2 separate regions of the Rattus norvegicus genome follow, and region 1 is linked to region 2. A link is a contact called in public Hi-C data. All regions are on one chromosome and are shown on one strand. The core of a region is the stretch at or near the end of the contact, and the rest is flanking DNA. Distances in the headings are between cores, read along the strand shown.

Region 1 (3,249 bases), core at 317-2,816, 140 kb before region 2:
ATTTCATATTTAATTATTTTTTTTCGAGAACAGGGTGCTTTTAAAATCTGAACAAAACGAGTAAACCTCTTTAATGAATCTGGACATCAAATTCCAGTGTTGGTATGTTTTAAAATATGATTAGTTTCAGCAATTTGCCAAGGATCAGTGTTGGTTACTTTCAGAATATGAGAAAAATATAGGCCAGGCTTCTATATCCTAAGGTATGTTGTAAAACTTCAAAGTCTTGGTCTTGATTTCTTATCTCTGGCTAATAAGTAATGATGTCTCACTTTGATTTTTGAATCAGAACAATTTATAAATTTTGAAGAAGTTATGAAATAGATTTAGCCAAGTAGAACAAAACTGTGAAATCCTCTACTATCTGGGCCAGCATTTAAAGATCTTAGAAACCAACACTTTGCAATAACAGGCAAAGAGCTGCACAGACTGAGAAATGAATGTGAGGTTACAATGTAAACCCATGTCTTCTGTATGGAAAGCAGGGCAAATGGCTATAGTACATCATAGCTTGCCAGAGCGGAAGTTGATGGCCAATACCTCCTTGGACCCAGTGTGTGTTAGGAAATCATAAAGTGCATAAAATCATTAGTAAAGACAGTGGGAGACAATCTTAATAGATTAAAATCTTCATGGGACCAATGGGAGGAGAAGCCCTTGGTCCTGCCAAGGCTGGACCTCCAGGTATAGGGGAATGTCAGGGTGGGGAGGCGGGAAGGGGTGGGTGATTGGAGAGGGCGAACACCCTCATAGAAGAAGGGGGAAGAGGGATGGCATAGGGGGTTTATAGATGGGAAACTGAAAGGGGACAACATTTGAAATGTAAATTAAAAAATCCAATAAAAAATAAAATCTTCATGGGAACATCATCTTTAGAGTTTCTTATACCTTGATGAGTTTAACCTTATCCCCGATCCATTTATTTATTATTATAAACAAAATAATGGAATCTGAGTAACTTTAGAAAGATGTCTATTTAGCTTATAATTCTGTAGGTTCAAAGGCTCCGACCTGCTGATGGCCCTCTGGTTCAGAGAGCACAGATGTCTGTTCTTATAAACATTAAATCACTGGGCTCCACCCTGACAAACCCATCTGATGCGAAGTGACACCCAAAGCCCTCAACTCTGTGGCTAGATTAAGTTTCTGCCTTCTTCGCACTTCAAAATGTCGGTGAAATTTCAACACATGAATCCACTGGGCTCACAAACCATAGCAAGGTCCAAGAGCTCTGTCAGGTGGTAACAGTGGACACTGGAGGAGAAACCACGCCCTGCCTCTCTGAGCAGGAGAGGAAAGAGCATGGTTAAACATGGCAAGGCCTTCTGAGCTTAGAATGCTCTACCCACAGGACAAAGTAACCCGAACTGCTGAGGTTTTTCCCGAAGCCTAAGTAGTTGGGAGGGGTGAAGATTCCAAACTACCCTGCTCCATTCTCAGCAGGGAGAAGACCACAGAGACGAAAGCCACACAGGGCAATGGGATCTCATCGCAGGCCACAGAAGCTGCCTCTCACAGCCTTCTCTGACATCACTACAGACCTATTTGCGACTGTTCCTTTAACCCGGCACGGCACACATCTTCCTTTCAAAATGACTATGAGGAAACACAAGCAAAGCCCTGAACCACAGGCATGTCAGGAATGTTGGGACTGTCAGGCCAGGAATTAAAAGAAGGAAGGAAGAAAGAAGACAGGAAGGAGGGAAGGAAGACAGACAGGGAGAAAAGAACTGTAGTGGAAAAACTGACACCACGCAAGAAAAATGAGTGTTGTAAACAGGGAGCTTGAAATTCCAAGAAGGCCGCGAGGGAATGCCAGCTATCACAGGCCTTGAGAACTCCCCATGAAGGGAGCCCTATATTGGCTCCATGGGAGACTGGGCACTGCTGAGAATCGTGGAGTTTGTGGATATGACAGCTGCAGTTCACAAAGACAGAAGAGAGAAAAATGACAAAGAAAGTCAGAACACAATATCCAACAAATTTTTCACTAGCCATGAAATGCAGAATGTCCAGATGGGAGGTGGCAGGTGGCCTCGGGAGCACAGGAGGTAAGGACGGGCAATCTGAAGCAGCAAAGACTGAGGGGGTCCCAAAACAATCCGTCAAATGTGGCGGCTCACGAAAATAAAAAAAAATGCCCGAAGGAAGCCTTACCTCCACCCCAGCCCTGTGGGCACCTTGGCTGAGAGGCATAAAGATTAAGTAAGAACTATTCTAACTTCTAAGCAAAGCCAGTGAGTGGAGAACATGATGAAGAAACTGAAGTATCAATAAATAAAAGGACAGAGTTCCATACCCTGTCAGGATATCCTTCAAGGTGAAGTAGAAATTAAGTTAGATAGACAAAAATATGATGGGAGTTTGCAGCAAGGTTTGAGGATGGTCAGAAAACTCTTCAGGGAGAGAGAAAATAGTAACTGCCAGAAACACAGCCAGGCAAAGAAAGGAACAGCTCCTTCAGTGAAGAAACAGGGAAAGGTGAGGAGGAGAGATTCATTTCAACAGATCTGAAATATGTTTGTTCAAAATAATAGGGAGAATTTATTCAACCATGCACGTGCTTGTGTATGTGTCCTTGTGTGTGTATAAGTGCTTGTGTACACACATGCACACATGTATGCCTGAGGAACTGTAATGCACAAAAAGCAAGAAGAAGAGGCAGGAATGTGACTCATAAAGCTTAGCTAAGCAGCTTCTGCTTTTCAGCCTGTATGGAAAGGAGAGAGAGATTAGACTTTAAACCGGTGGTTCTCAACCCATGTGTCATGACCCCCCAGAGACCATTGGAAAACACAGATATTTATATCATGATTCAGAACAGTAGCAAAATTGCAGTAATGAAGTAGCAGTGAAAATAATTTTATGGTTGTCGGTTACCACAATATGAGGGACTGTATTAAAGGGTCACAGCGTTAGGAAAGCTGAGAACCAGTGTTTTAAACAATCCATAGCATAGAAAGTATACTAAGTATAGTGCAAATGTAGCATTGTTTTATTTCAAAAGGACCATCAATTAAATGTAAATGTATATTACACACTGTTTGAAACCATTCAAAACACCTTTTCAGGAAGTACAATTGGTACTCTAAGAGAAAAAATAAAATTACATAAGTTGATACCAAAAAGGGCCCAAGCAAAGAAAAAAGAGGGAAAGGAAGGAAGGAAGGAAGGAAGGAAGGAAGGAAGGAAGGAAGGAAGAAAGAGAAAACTCAACAAAACGATAACTAAACATAACAGGGACAAAGA
Region 2 (3,170 bases), core at 188-2,687:
TGGCGATTGTTTTCATTAAAACATAAATCTCGAGCTCACTGGTGTGCTTTAACAGGTCCTGGGCTAAGGTGATTTCTCTCTGCCTGGTTTGGGCTGGGGGAGGGGAGAGATTTGAATTAAGCTGCTCTCCCGACATGTCTGCATGTTTCAACAGCTGATCATCTATAAAGATATCATTTTCGTTTGATTTAAAAAATGCTCACACTTCCTTGTATGCAACTGTACTAAAAACCTACAACACACACACACACACACACACACACACACACACACACACACACACACAAATGCATCCTTTCCCTGATAGTGGAAATTAGCGATAGAAGGACTGGTTTGGGATTTGATGCTTGTTACCAACACTCCCGACTGGGTCTCTGGTTGTCCCTGTACGATCTTCAGTAGGTACCCAGTCCCTCTTTAACATCTCAAAGTACTTCTGGCACTTCGGTGGAGGAGGTCCTTTTTCAAAGGCTAGGCTACCCTGGGGAAGCGCTCTCTCGGGCTCCAGGGCTTTTCTCTCTGCCTAGATAAATAAATCCTCTCAGAACCGAGGTACACGTAAATCCTAGAATGATGGTGAGCGAGTCACCTTAGTGCAAAGAAGGATAGCGGATACAGGGCAGGGACGTGGGTTCTGTTGGGTGGCCTTTTCCTGGACGGAACAACTACTTTGGATGCCGAACCAGACTCTCCACCAAACCAAGTTGAACTTTCGGCATCGATAAACAAGGCACCATCTCTGAGAACTAATGCTCATTAGCTCATCCTAACCTGTATCAGACCGCAGATACACCGCGGGCTGAGCAAAAGACATCTACAGAAAAGGTGATAAATGTTGCATTTTACATGCAATCTCCTTTCCTCCCCGAACACACACACACATTCACACTCGCGTGCGCGCACACTTCTCAGGATGACAGCTACAACTGCAGAGATCGTAAATTCACTAAGTCTCCAGTGGAGAGGTGGAGGACCCGAGGAGATGAGCTGGGGATTCGGGGCACCCGCCACACTAGGGCAAAGGTTTCTCCCCACTGTGCCCCACCCGCACCAAGCCATGGTCCGTCACCCCGCCTCGGCCCGCGGGCTCCCTGTCCCCACGGGGGAGACGAGGGGTCGCGGGGAGGAGGTGCCAGGCAGGGACGCTTACTTTCCGAGCTCCTCGAAGAGCTGATACTCGTCGGTGAACCGGGTGCAGGTGGTGGTCGAAGCCATGGCGGGGTCTGGACAGTGCGACGGGCGACACGCGAACAGACGCGGCTTCCCGGGACTGGCACCGCCGCGCTGTCACCCGGGGCCGCCCTCACTTTCCTTGTCCGAAAGTAGCTCGCCGGCGAGGGAGTGCGCGCAGGGGCGGGGCGCGCGGGGCGAGGTGGCCAGACCAGCCCGAGCCGCGATCCTTCTTCCTCCTCCTCCCGCCGGGCGAGCGCTCCCGAAGGGGCGGGGGGGAGGTGTCAGGAGGGGCTGCCGCGGTCACCGAGGCCGCACGGAGAGCTCAACGTAGCGCCCGGGGTGGCGGGCGGCAGTGGCCAAGAGTGAACACCCAAGGGGTCGCTCCTGCGGGCGGAGGCGGCGCTGGTGGCCTGCGCTCTCTCCCCACGGGGCCGCAAGGCTGGGAACCTGCGGGCGACAGAGTGCGCTCACTCGGCTCAGGCGAATCTGGCAGCCGCGGCTCCTCCCCGGCGCCTCCTCCCGCCTCTCCCCGCCCAGCGAAGCCCCCTCCTCGCCAGCCCCACACCTCCCTCTAGCGACTCCAGCCGCGTCCCTCCGGGCTGCTCTCCCGCAGCCGTCTAAGGAGACCGGAGGGAGGAGATGTGCAGAGCCCCGGGGAGCGCGCTTAAGGGGACGGGACAGAGATGTCGCAGTGACCCACGAAGGGACGGAAAGATGAGGGACAACTCGCAGCTCCCACACCCGGGATGTCTCTACCCCGGCAGTGATGGCCGTGATGCCGGGGAAACCGAGAGCGGGATGCAACCCTTGCATCTGGGCGCGGTTCGTGTTTACTGCTCCCAGACCCCAGCCCTACGTCTCCCGGCTCACAGTGACTACCGGGGGCTGCCAGCCCTGGCCACCTCTGCTTCGCCTGGCCGTCCCTTAGCTAGGAGCAAGGATGGTCAGGGCACCACGTTTCGATTCAGTTTTTACTTTCACCTCTTCGCCCTCCTCTCCCGTTGTTTTCCCAACTAGGGCGATCCCCAAAAGCATTTGCTTGGCCATAAAGCCTAACATAATGAAAGCAAGAAGTGCACCACGCTGCCACACCTTCCTTCCTCTCCAGAGTAACTCCCCTGTAACCTCAGCAAGTTCTGATAGTAAGAAGGGCTCTCGCGAGATGTCCCACTGTTGGTGGCAAGGGGGTGGGGCGTTAGGAAGGTTGGCTGCGGGTCACGCGACCCAGAATGGGGCTGACGTCATTAGCGTCACGTGAGCGTGTCTAGCCTGTTTCTCTTTGCAGAGGGAGAAGGAAAGGGAGAGGGAGGTCACAAGTTCTTTGCTTGCAGTCTCAAAGAGCTGGTCAGGTAGGGGCACAGGAATGTACTCCCTCAAGGGCTATCTGAAAAACCATTTAAGAGTTCAAGAGCGTGGCCTACAATTAAACATATGTGACACAGTTGCTTAAAAGTGAGCATGGAGAAAAAAATTAGCATGTAAGGTAGGTAAGTTGTAACTGGCTGCTAAGATCACTTCGGGGCCTTCTTTCCAGTTCCCAGTCTTTAATAAACGAGGCAATTGCAGATTTAGAGGACTATGGAAAATAGAAACATCATGAAGTTTTTTTTTAATTTTTTTCTTCAGATTGTTGCTTTTTGTTCTATAGCAGGAAACCATAAAATCCTTCACTTCTATTGCTTATTTGCTCATCCTTAGAAGGATCACGTCATGGACTTAAAATTCCACAGCGGGAAGATGATAGATCACTTTCAGTTAGGGGAGCTCTTACAGGCTTTTGGTTGCTTTTCCTGGGCGGCTATTAATTCATTACCTTGCCCACTGTCAGGGCTGTTCCCGGTTTTGTTTTGTTTTTTTATTTCCAATTCTAAAGAGTGCTATGAGTGCCTTTGAACTGAAGTGCTCAAGATGGTCATAAAATTTTTAAATGCTTTTTTTGTTAGAGGTTTTGCAAATATTGCTCACAATTCTAATAGCCCTCTCCCACTCAACACCAC

Evidence for each region. Hi-C and Micro-C count contacts between places; a contact is called where the count stands out from the background.
Region 1: a contact with region 2 is called in a Hi-C map of psoas muscle, with 1.8 times the contacts expected there. The contact joins the enhancer-like site here to the promoter of Camk2d in region 2. A contact is called at or near these places in 2 of 12 Hi-C or Micro-C datasets (mammary epithelial cells and psoas muscle).

What each region holds. Positions count from the first base shown.
Region 1 is chr2:217,836,823-217,840,071 of GRCr8, reverse strand. The region is part of intron 4 of Camk2d (calcium/calmodulin-dependent protein kinase II delta); the gene reads right to left. Among named protein-coding and RNA genes, the nearest start is that of Camk2d, 140 kb to the right of the region's middle. Within about 2 kb of position 1,566, at least 20 of the 93 cell types and tissues checked have an H3K27ac peak or open chromatin away from gene starts, as enhancers often do.
Region 2 is chr2:217,696,818-217,699,987 of GRCr8, reverse strand. Camk2d (calcium/calmodulin-dependent protein kinase II delta) reads right to left here and starts at 1,437. Exons shown (of 21, transcript NM_012519.2): 1 at 1,151-1,437. The coding sequence starts at 1,215.